2 separate regions of the Rattus norvegicus genome follow, and region 1 is linked to region 2. A link is a contact called in public Hi-C data. All regions are on one chromosome and are shown on one strand. Each heading gives the region's core, a stretch centred on a gene start, on an enhancer-like site or on the middle of the called end of the contact. The rest is flanking DNA. Distances are from core to core; before and after follow the strand shown. Region 1 overlaps LOC134481608 (a long non-coding RNA gene). Region 2 has its middle 130 kb from the start of Prox1.

The links. A called contact is a pair of places that touch in the nucleus more often than the background predicts.
Region 1: a contact with region 2 is called in a Hi-C map of liver, with 6 times the contacts expected there. The contact joins two enhancer-like sites. A contact is called at or near these places in 2 of 12 Hi-C or Micro-C datasets (kidney and liver).

What each region holds. Positions count from the first base shown.
Region 1 is chr13:104,541,748-104,547,731 of GRCr8, reverse strand. The region is part of intron 1 of LOC134481608 (a long non-coding RNA gene); the gene reads left to right. Among named protein-coding and RNA genes, the nearest start is that of Prox1, 290 kb to the right of the region's middle. Within about 2 kb of position 3,756, at least 1 of the 93 cell types and tissues checked has an H3K27ac peak or open chromatin away from gene starts, as enhancers often do. A contact at or near this core is called in liver, where this site is marked.
Region 2 is chr13:104,121,843-104,127,976 of GRCr8, reverse strand. No RefSeq gene overlaps it. Among named protein-coding and RNA genes, the nearest start is that of Prox1, 130 kb to the left of the region's middle. Within about 2 kb of position 3,521, at least 3 of the 93 cell types and tissues checked have an H3K27ac peak or open chromatin away from gene starts, as enhancers often do. A contact at or near this core is called in liver, where this site is marked.

The DNA.
Region 1 (5,984 bases), core at 2,507-5,006, 420 kb before region 2:
GTGAGGGGGGCTGTGGATGGGACAGGGGTGACTGTGGATAGTCCAGGTGTCCCGATGATAACAGCAGCAGAGAGAATATTGTCACAGTGAACCATTTGGGGTCCCAGGCAAGGGCCTTCATGATGAGCTTCCCTTTTACAGATGTGAACACCAAGGAGCAGCCTGGGGAGAAGGGAGAAGAACATGGCCAGGGTGAGGCTCAGTGGCCCCGACTCTGGGGCCAGGTCCATTCTGACAGCATGGACTCAGCAGAGCTGGGGAGAGCCCAGCCGAGAGGAGCTGTTTTCTGCGTTTGCCTTGTGTTTCCTGCAGCATATGGTCAGATAAGACACTGGAAGAGAGGTTCCTTCCCGCCACTCACAAGGGTCACTTCCTCCTCGGCAAGGCTTTCTGGGGAGAGGTCATCACTCGCTTCTCTGGGCCTGAGTGAAGAATCAAAGCCGCATTCGTTGTCACTCCTCCATGGCGTGAAGACACAGTGAGCGTCTGGAGAGCATTAGAGGAGCCAGGAGGAGCCTCTCAGGCTGAAGTCAGGGAAGAAATGAAGACCATGGGTGGAAATGAAAAGTATTCAAACCATAAATTAACATAAACCCTGGGGTCATCCGGCATACATCCCTGGCAATGAGGGAATTCACAATGCAGAGGGACACGTGTATCAGGCATTAAGCACCAGGCACAGCTGGGAGATTACAGGACAAAGTATGGAGAGCGTAAAAGAGATAAGGGAGGCGAAGTTGGGAAAATAAAGAGGAGTCTGGAGCCGAGGTTCAGATAACTTCAGGGAATTCTCAAGTGTGCAGGTACCATGGGTCACTGAAGGAGACGCTCGGATGACTAAGACGAGAGAAAGGTAATTTGTTGAAAAATGAGGTGGAGGTGGTGAAAAAAAATGTACAATTTGTATGTGTGCTGGAACTGTCAGGAAGATAGCAAGGTAGGCAATGACAAATGTCAGAAACGGACTTACTTTTCCTAGGGGAAGCCAAGGAAATGCGGAAGGTCAAGGAGGCCAACAGGATAGCGCCATCCCGAGAGACTCGGGGATGAAAATATCAGAGAACAAAATATCAGAGAACTTGGTTCAAAGGTACAACATTGCAAACAACACCTGGATTGCTGCAAATTTAGGGCAGGAGAATGTGAACAGAGAAGGTCTGGTTGGGGTGGGTGGGGATGGATGCCAGGACGGCCGTCACCGCTGTCTCCAGGGGTTGCGGCTTCCTTCTCGGCTGTTCTCTTCTTCCTACCTATTTCCTTTGCCCACTTTATCTATCAGAAGGCTGCCGATGTGCAGGCGCTCTGCGGCTTTGGGAGGCCTACAGAGGACTGGGAACTCAAATTTACTCGAAGTCATCCTGAAAATGCAACAATCAAGCCCCCACCTTTGGGAAGGAAGCGACGGTAGTGCTTACGGGAGTGGTCGACGTTTTGTCTTTAGAAGGCTGCATAGGAGCCAGCCTCTTAAACCAGTGGCCCAGCTTGGTTAGGAAGTGGTTCTGGGGGTCCCTTCTATCGCATGAGGTGAGGCTGGGGATGACCAGGTTGCTGATTCTGAAGGTGTGCTCTATGGGGCTCCTTGGAGTCAGGGGCCAGCTCTTTCCCACAGATTGAGAGATGCCACATGTGTGGGCACTGAAGGCAGCTGAGGTGGCAGAGGAAGGGCAAGGTGGATGATGAGACACAGTGACAAATTAGCTAACGAGGCTGGGGACAAATTCTTCGTGGTCACAGGCTGCTGACTTGAGGAGGATGAATCCGGTACAGGGCAGATAAAGTTTCAGTGTCTTTCTCATCAGGTTATGGTGCAATAAAAGAGTCAAACATTATTCTGGATTGCACATTCAGGGGTGGAGGCATGACGTCAGGTGACTAGCTGAGATCTCTGACAGGGAACTGAGGGGCGTTGGCGAAGGCAACAGGGAAGCAGCCCTAGGATTTCCCTTCTTCTAATCTGCTGTCTCCCTCCTCACTCTTGCCACTGCCTTAAAGTCGACTCATGGTCCTGGCCACCCTATACATTAGAGAGCATATATCTATAGTCAAAGCTGGGGTGTGTGTGTGTGTGTGTGTGTGTGTGTGTGTGTGTGTGCTATATGTATGGTGAATATGAGGTATAGGGTATGTGTCATGTATGTGGTATATATGTATATATGTGTATATATATGTATATATATATGGTGTGCACGTTGTGTATTGTGTGTGTGGTATGTGTGATATGTGTGTAGTGTGTGTGGATGTGTATTGTGCATGGTGTGTGTGTATGGGTGTGTGATAACTGTGTGGTTTGATGTGTGTATATGGGATGGTGTGAGTATGTGTGATGTGTGTATGGTATGGTTTGGTATGTGTGTGGTATGCTGTGTTGTGATGTGCATGTGTGTATTTGTGTGGTGTGTATATGTGATATGTGTATGGTGTGGTATGGTGTGATGTGTGTACGTGGTATGGTGTGATGTGTGTTTGTGTGATGTGTGTACGTGGTATGGTGTGTATGTGTGTGTGAGAAAGAGAGAGATGCATGTGATGTGTGTGTTTGTATGTGCATATGTGTGTATGTGTGCATGTGTGTATGTGTGTGTGCGTGTGTATGCATATGTGCATATGTGCAGATGTGTGTATGCATATGTGTGTGTGCGCGTGTGTATGCATATGTGCATATGTGCGGATGTGTGTATGCATATGTGTGTGCGCGTGTGTATGCATATGTGCATATGTGCGGATGTGTGTATGCATATGTGTGTGCGCGTGTGTATGCATATGTGCATATGTGCGGATGTGTGTATGCCTATGTGTGTGTGCGTGTGTATGCATATGTGCATATGTGCGGATGTGTGTATGCCTATGTGTGTATGTGTGTGTATGGGTATGTGCATATGTGCGGGCGTGTGTATGCCTATGTGTGTATGTGTGTGTATGGGTATGTGCATATGTGCGGATGTGTGTATGCATATGTGTGTATGTGTGTGTATGGGTATGTGCATATGTGCGGATGTGTGTATGCATGTGTATGCATATGTGCATATGTGAGGATGTGTGTATGCATATGTGTGTATGGGTATGTGCATATGTGTGGATGTAGGTATGGTAGTCAGAGATTGATATCGGATATCTTCCTCTATTTCTCTCAGTCTTATTCTTTGGCAGGGCCTCTCACCGGACCACCAAACCCGGTGCTTGTTAATCCGGCAGGACGGGCTGGCCAGCAATGCTCAGGGATCTGCCTGTCTCTGCTTCCCCAGTGCGAGGGATACAGGTGCCTGCCACCACACTTGGCTTTTCTTAGGGATGCTGGGAATCCAAACCCACTCCTCATGCTTGTGCTACAAGCACGTCACTGACTGAGCCACCTTCCCAGCCCCTCGGCTGGCTTTTTATGGAGAGGAAGGCAGAGCTAGGGTGAACTTGGGGTAGCCGTTCATGTTCTTTGAAACTAAGCCCTGTGGTTTGGTAGGCTAAGTTAGGAACCAGACATCCCTTGCTGTCTGACAGTCCATCCTCCAGAAACCTTCCCAGTGAAGAAGGCAGAGATCCAAGCTATCCATCTCTTCTTGCCCTGTCTTCTGTAACTCTGGGTTCCAAGGCATATTCTCTTGGGAAGAGAAGCACAGCCACATGCTACGCTGCATCGTCACTGACCAAAAAGAAAGTTGCTGTGACCTTTGAACTCAAATACAAACAAATGACTTTGTCCTTTTCAGTATTTTTCTATTTAGAAGCTCTGAATTCATCTTTGACGTAAGTGTTCAAGTTCCAATTTGTAATAGTGCAGGTCATTTAACATTTATTCCACCAGTTATAAATAGAGATGCATGCCTATGCTCCTGTAAATGCAGATCGCTCCCAAAGTCAGCCAAAAAGGAACACCTTTGGATCCGTAAAGTATTAAAGACACATGATAGGAATGGGGAAGTAATTTATCCTCCTCAGACAAGCTATCTCCTTCACCCCAAGTTCCCACCTGATAACGCCTCCCCCGTCCAGCCTTTATCTCACTTCTTTAAGGTCAGGCTGCAGAGGAATCCAGACACCAGGAAAGTTTCTCATGGGAAATCTGCTGTCTGCCCTCCACAGGGGGTGAGTCTTGGCCTTCAGAACAAGCTATCACAGTTGCAGCGATCTTTGGTGTTCTCTGAGCTATCTGAGGTCACAGGTTCAATGTTACCTTTGGGCTCCTACATGTAGGTGGCTACAGCGAGCCTCTGGAGCCGTCTTCTCTTCAGGAAGTGAGTTCATTTTGAAATGGATACCCATGTGCAGGGTGGGGGCTCAGGCAGTTAACTCATTTGTAGTGATAGGGAAGAGGGATGAGAGGTTCTGAATTAACTGCAATTATCCTTAGAGAATGTAAACAATGTGAGCTTCCATGTGCAGAAGTGGGAGGGAGCGTCATGAGTTCACGTGGTCCCTTCCCCAAGGTCTGCACAGGGCAGTGCAATATGGTTCCAGCTCCAAAATTTCCATTTAGAGGAACAAGGTCATTTAGAAGGAACAGTGGCATTGGGCTGGAGAGAGGACTCACTGTTTAGGGTCACTGGTTGCTTGTGCAGAAGACCAGCGCTTGGTTCCCAGCACCCACATGGCAGCTTGCCTCGTCTCTAATTCCAGTTCCAAAAGATCCAATACCACACACGGTATTGGGCATGCATATGGTACACATGCTCACATAAGGCACTCAGACGTACAATAAAATAAATCAATCTAAAACAAAACAAAACACAACAACAACAACAACAACAACAAAATCAAGGCAAAAAGGGAAAGAAAGTAAAGAGAAAGTATTAATGTGCTGGGCGCTCGCTGTGCAGAATCAGCAGGTGCTCACCCACTGTGTGCAGTGTCAGGGGGCTGAACAGTGTTAGACCCTGGGGATCCAGCTGTCCCTGCGTCCCCAGTGCTGGGGTTACAGGTGCATGCCATTTTGCTTGTCTTCATGCTTGTTGGAAAGCACTTTAACAACCAAATCATCTCCTTGGCCCCTGACCTCTGGCTCCTGACCCCTGGCCCCTGACCCTGGATCCGTAGAAAAAGAGTCATGGCTGAAAATATGAGGCTCCCAAACGGCAAACTGCAGAGCGGCAACTTCCTTTTCCCGGTGCGCACAGTAGGGTGGGGGGATTGGTGCTGCTGCACCAATAGTTGAGGATTGGTGAAACCTGCTTCTGTTACAACCTTGGGTCATAGTTGCTGTTCATAGATCCACCCAGCCTCTGAGTCCTGCAGCTAGACTGCAGAGCCATCTTTCTGTCAGAGACTACCCAAAAGCCGTGGGGCTCCTTCCACATTCCAACCCTGAAAGCAGAGGTCTCGCCTCCCCGACTGTGTATTTAAGTTTGAAACTGCATCTGTCTGGAAGGAAATGTTCGTGTGGATGAGGCTGAAGTCTCTGACTGTTGGCCAACTTTATTCTTGCTTTCAGGTCCCTGGCCTCAGCTGCATTTCCCCACACCCCTCTTCTTTCGGACATGTTGTTGAACTTTCAAATAAGTCGATTACCACACCTCCCCGGAAACCTTGGTTTTGCCACTTCTAAAGCTTGCCCCAAGAAAGGGAGACTAGCAAACGTCATTCCTTTGCTCATGTCATGGTTGAACAATAAATATAGGGGCAAGCCCTGGAAACTCTGGAGAAAGAAATCACTCAGCTGTCCCTCGTGGGTCTCACCTGATCACAGCATCAGATGCAGAGCATCACAGATGCAGAGAGAGGGACCTTCTCTCTAGGGACCCACTCCCGTGCCTCTCTCCACAGCACAGGGAAGCTTTGCTTCTGAGGGTGGCCAGGTGAGTGGCTGCTGTTCCGCACCTTTATGAAGACACAGTGGCTGTAACTCTGACTGCAGGAGCTTACTGAGACGATAAGCATCTCGCTGCTGCAGGAGCCGGCTGCTTGCTAGTTTCCCTCACTTCGTGTCCCCCTCGACTTACTCCTCCTGCTTTTGTGTGCTTGGTGATCGTGGAAGTTGGCGCTCGTTTACAGAAACG
Region 2 (6,134 bases), core at 2,272-4,771:
AAAACAGCGGGTGTGAGCCCCAGGCTTCCTTCTTGGTGGGCTCTGTCCCTCTGCCGGGGACCAAAAGTAGATGAACTGCTGACATCTGCTGGTCGCTCAGCAGAGCAGAGCGGAGGCCCTTGGAAGGACTTTCTGCGGGTTCCGGCCAGCTCCACCTGATTCCTGGAGGCTCCCCCGAGCTAACCTGGCCGGAAGGTTAGGATGCAAAGCAAGAAATGTGGGACATCTTCCCCAGCCCCAAGAGCATGCGTGTGGGCCAGCAGAAGGAGATGCAACCTTCACGGAGGGCTCAACACACGTCTAGGATTTAGAAGGCTCAGGTTTGATTTCAACCACGGTAACCAATCCTAAAACAAGAAGGGTACAAAGACTCCTTCTGGTTCTCCTTGGGCTTGAAAACACTCTGCCTGCCCACTTGTTCTTTGCCTCACAGATATTTCTCACAGGTTCTCCATCTGTGGGGAACCATAAAGTGGAGAATGCTTTTTAAGCTCTCTACAGACGCCCCCCCCCTTCTCGTCACATGGTGTCCAACCAGGAGTTAGTGCGGAACCCATGCGATGCCAGATCTTTGCTGGTGGAAATTCTTAGCCTACCTTTGTGGGAAGATGTAGGCTCCCTGCTGTAGACAGGACAAAGGCATCCCTCATTCCCCAAGGAATGCCTGATCCCTGACAGCAGACAACTGACTCTTGGAGTATTAGGGACACTTTTTTTTTTTTGAAAACACAGTGGAAATTACTCATTATAGTAAAATAGTTTATTTCCATAAATGTTTTATTTCCTCCTAACACTTACCACCAAAACACACACTTAATTTGCTCTCTTTGGGTCTATTCGTTCCTCCTGGAGATGCAGAGCCTTCCTCCAAAACAGGGAACAGAGGTCTTGCCCGCCGGTCGCCTGTCCGCCAACAGATAAAACTCTGCAGAGTGCAGCATCTTCCCACTGCAGCCCCCTCCCCCAGACTGTCTCTGCAGGTGCTCTTCCAAGAGAATCCTGGAAAGCACACAGGAGTGTCCTCTCCAGTGACCCCATGGGAGCTCCGTGGTGGCTTTACCTGGATATTCCAAAAAGTGACATGGAGGGGCCGACCTGACATTTGCAGGAGTTCCTGAAGGCAAGCTGGTGTGAATAGGGGTGAGAGCCTTTCCAACTGTCCCCTGGCAGAAATGCTCACGGGCGAGACTGTGCGTTCTTAGTGTCTGATCACTGCCTGGAATGTGGGAGTCTGTGGGGGCTGGTGAAATGTGCTGGGGGAACTTTCCCTGTGTCTCTAGCTAAATGGTTTCCTGAGGAAATGAGAAATGGGGCTGGGATGGGTGAGAAGGAATGAAAAAATTCCAGTAAAGAATTAAAAAAAAAGATAAGACAAAAGAAAAAAAGAACTTTTGTCTTTGGAACGGGGATTGTCAGATCTGAAACTCCAGGATTAGAAATATAAGAGGCTTCTTTTTTTAAATCAAAAAAATATAGAAGAAAAAGAAACGTCTTGGCTCTGAGATTGCACAGTAAATGCTTAAAGGGTGACGGTTTGAAAGGGAGGGATTGGGGACACTTGGCACAGAGGGCTCGGAACCTGAGGTGCCTGACTCTGGACTTGGCCCAAGCAGGGCAGTTCCATTCTGCCATCCATTGATGTATGTTTAAATTTCTGAACCCCATGTGGACTGAATGGGCCTCTTTATCTCTGAACAAACAGGGAAGGAGAGAGGATCTTCCCCCACTTCTGGCCCTATCTGTATTTGTAGACCACACTGTGGGTTTTTCCATTCCAGCTGTCAATCTTCCCTTGTTGTGGTCTTGGTGGGGGGGGGGGGAGGAAAAGTTCAGGAGCCAGGAGCAGTGAGCTAGCCAAGGAGCAAGCTCAGTCAGAGTCAACTCCACTCTGAGTGTGACAAATCTTCAGGTTATGCTGGTCATCCTTTCCTTGAAGAAAGAGGGTATTGGGGACCTCAGGGATTCTGTGTTTCCACCCTTACCACCACACGATGCACCCCAACTTCACCTGGACCCCTCGCAGCAGTGCACAGGAGTGCCCCAACACGCACTATCCCTCACCCACAGCCCTACAGGACACAGCTGAGTCTCTAGCCTCAAATGCCATCCGCGGTGACAGGCTCAGCTGGCACAGAAAGCCTTCATGAAATGTCTTCTGCACACAGCAGCAAAGCCAATCAATGCCATTGACCGGTTTGATTTTGAAGGGGCCTCCGCGTGCCCTTAAAGGAAGACCAGGTCTTTAAACGCTAAGGCAAAACAGAGCAACCCATAAGCTGCACAAAAGCTTACAAAAAAAAAGTTGGAATCTTACGTAAAATAAACTTCCCGAGATCTAGTTATCGTTCCAAAAGAATCCTTTTAAAAAACATCGCTTGAAAACATCACAGCCATGACTCTGTCGTGTTGGCTGTTGAAAGAGCTCCCGGATAGCCTTCTCAGGAGGCCTGGAACATACCTAGGGTGAGGATGCTTCTTGTTCTGTTTGTTTGGGTTTTTTTATTTTGTTTTTGTTTTTTGTTTGTTTGTTTGCTTTGCTCGGGGTACCTTGTAGTAAGAAGCGATAGCTTGTGCCAGCCACCCCTGAGTTAGATTTCCACGTCCCTTATCCATTAATGTGTAACCTTGAGCAGATGGTCCCCATGCCTCACTTTCTTCATCTATGCCTGGGGACAAAAAAAAATCAGTAGCACAGAGAGTTTCTATGAGGATGAAATTATGCCTAACAGGGTGCCCACCGCACAGCCATTTCTCTTGAGTGGCTGCAGTTGGTCTCAAGGACAGAAAAACAATAGCATCTCCTGGGGCAGCTATAGGCAGCGTCCGGCTCTAAGCTCTTGGCGTCTGTGACTCCTTTTACTGCCTGAGACTCCCGTCTGGTGGACTGGGAGATAGGTCGGGGGTGGAGCGTTTGCTATGCAAGCACCAGGACCTGAGTTCAGAACCCCAGCACCCAGATAAAAAGCTGAGCACAGTGGTGAGTACCTGCAATGCCAGCACTGGACAGAGGGAGACAGGGATCCCTGAGGCTTACCGGCCAGCCGGGTCAGCTAAGGCAGTTTCAGTGAGAAGCCGTGTGTCAAAATGGAACCTGAGAAAGACTCAACATCATCCTCTGGTCTCCAGACATGCACACGTATGTAAACACATTGCCTACAGATAAACCATACACACAGAGAACGTTTTAGGAGGGTTCCAGGTGCTCAGTACGACTTTGCCTCCTTTTAGACTCAAGGAAACAGTCAGTCCGCGGTGAATCCAGACCTCTCGTTTCACAGGTCTCCTTGAATAACAAAGTCTGGTTATGGCTCTACATAGCTAAGTTCCCGTTTTTGCCTAGAAAACCTGAGGCAAAGATTTCATCACTGGCCCCTTGTCCATTGACACTAGAGGTCAACATCCAACGTCACCCGGACTCTGCCCCTGGAAAGGCTTCAGGCCTTGTCTGGATAGTGAGCCTCTATGAAAGCTAACCTTTGACCTCACCTCCCAACTGGAAACAAAACAAGGATGGTTACGTAAACCAGCGCTGGCTGGCGTTCTTGACACCCGAAGGTGCTTCTGGAGCCTCAGGGCAAACAACGTTGACTGTAAAAGAGAACTAGTGTTCAGCGACTCTTGGCCCCCGAGGCCTGCCGTCATTGGTTCAGTTTGGCTCAGCACCCACGATATTGATTGGTTGAGCTATACCGCCCACGTGACCTCAAAGATAGAGCAGCAATTTGAACGTTAACCCAAAATGAAATTAAACAAACTACGTAAGCGAATTCATGGTTAAGAGTTATAGAAGGATCCTTTAGAGAAATTGCTTAATTTTCAAACACTAAGTGCCACTGGTTGAGAGGCATATAGCCTCCTTCGAGATAAATCCCAAGCTCTCCAAAGGCTCTCTGCTTGTCGCTCACAGTGTGTTAGAAAAATTATTCTAATTTGTTTTTCCTTTTCAATGATTTTTCCTTCTGGAAGATTCACCCATATTGCAGCTCTTAGGACCCACACATGTGGGGCTGTTTCTTCTTTCTCCTCCTCTTCCTCTTCCTCCTCCCCTCCTCATCTTCCCCGTCTTCCTCCTCTCCCTCCTCCTCTTCCTCCTCCTCTTTCCCCTTTTCCTCGTCTTCCTCTTCCCCCTCCTCCTCCCTCATCTTCCTCCCCTTCCTCCTCCTCCTAAGTCAGAAATTCTCAGCTTTTGAAGCACACTACAACTTCATCTAAGCATGTGTGGACTCCCAACAGCCCTACTCCTGTGCCCATGGTAGCCTGAAGGGGGCGCTATAGCACCATGGCAGTCCATCTAAGTACTAAGACAAAGCTACCAAGCGCTGTTAACAGGAGGGTAGAACATACCCTGAGGAAACGCTGGGCTGAGGCTGCTTCACGTCTCAGCCAACAGAGAAGAACAAGAGACTTCATCTCCTGACTCAGAGCAATGCTGAATTCAAAACATGAATCATCTGGAACATGCATCTGGAATTTTTTGTTTAGTGGTTTCGGATTGCTTTTGACCACATGTATCCAAAATTGTAGAAAACAAAACTACAGATAAGGGGAGACTGTTCTCCTGCCAAGTGAGGTTCCTGACACAGTAGGCTTAGTAGCCAGCAGCCGTGGTCTACAGTGGCTCTGGCTGTTTATATAATTTGTTGCTTCGATAAACATTCCTCGTATGAATTGGTTTTGCTAATTCTGTTAGAAAACACTTTTTCTAAAAAAAAAAAAAAAAAAAACAGAACTCTGACTTTTAAAACATCTAAATCATCTAGATCAGTAAATAAAGGTTTTTGTGATTATGTTTATTCTGTGGTGTGTGTGTGTGTGTGTGTGTGTGTGTGTAAAGAAGGCTGAAATCTTCTCTGGAATCAAATGTCAAACAGAAGCAATGACTAGGACACAGTCGTCAGCACTGGATCAGCTTGTCCAGCACACGGGAATCTCTGGGCTCCATACCCACTGCCACATGAACTAAGCAAATGCCTGTAATCCCAGCAGGAGGTGGAGGCAAGAGGATCAGAAGTTCAAGGTTATCCTTAGCTACTTTCTAAGTTCAAAGACAGCCTAAGCCACATGAGATTCTGTTTTGTTTTGTTATGTTTGTTTTAAAGGTCCATACTTTATAATGTCACCAGATTGCTAATCCATAGTTCACTAATACGAGTCACAAACTTGAGTTCAAACACAGACCTATCACTAAATTGTTTGCAGCTTCACTTCAGAATGAATGCAGCATCTCCCTTTCGTGATCTAGGGATGTATTAACTAAGGGGAAGTAACCTAAAAAGGAGACGACTATGCAGTGGCAGTCCATCCAACATTGTGACAGGGCCACCAGCATTGAACAGGAGGGAAGAATATACCGTGAGGCATCCAGAACACCACACAACTCTGTTCTCTCCTCCCAATAATAATCAACCACATCTCCATAGGTGTCTTAGAGATGATAAAGGTAGGGGTAGGGTGGTGATGGCGACAGCAGAGGGGTCAGTATAGCAGTGATGGTGGTGGTGGTGATGGTGGTGATGGTGGTGGTGATGATGGTTGTGGTTGTGGTTGTGGTTTGGTAGAGATGGTGATGGTGGTAGTAGTGGTAATGGTGATGGTGGTGGTGATGATGGTGGCTGTGGCTATAGTAGAGATGGTGATGGTGGTTGTGGTTGTGGTAGAGATGGTGATGGTGGTGATAGTAGTGGTGGTGATGGTGGCTGTGACTGTGGTAGAGATGGTGATGGTGGTGATGGTGATGGTGGTTGTGGCTGTGGTAGAGATGGTGATGGTGGTGATGGTGATGGTGATGCTGGTTGTGGTTGTGGTAGAGATGGTGACATTGATGGAACAGAATCTGCTTTCTACCAAGTTTTTCCAGATACTGACCAGTATGATTCTCCAACTTAAGTTAATGTACAATGCCCTCTGGAAACCTTGAATGTGAGATTTCTTCCCAAATCCCTACTTGTGCTCTCTTGAACAAAGAACACTGTGACAACATACATTCAGCAAAAGTAGCCACACCTTCCATTCTATAAGGCCTTCGTTGCACGTGTCTTTGAAGAAAAGGAAGAACATGAAGAACACGTTCTGGTTAGTTTTGTTTCTGCTCAAATCTGGCCTTCCCCACTATGGCAGAGGTGCTGCTGGGACTT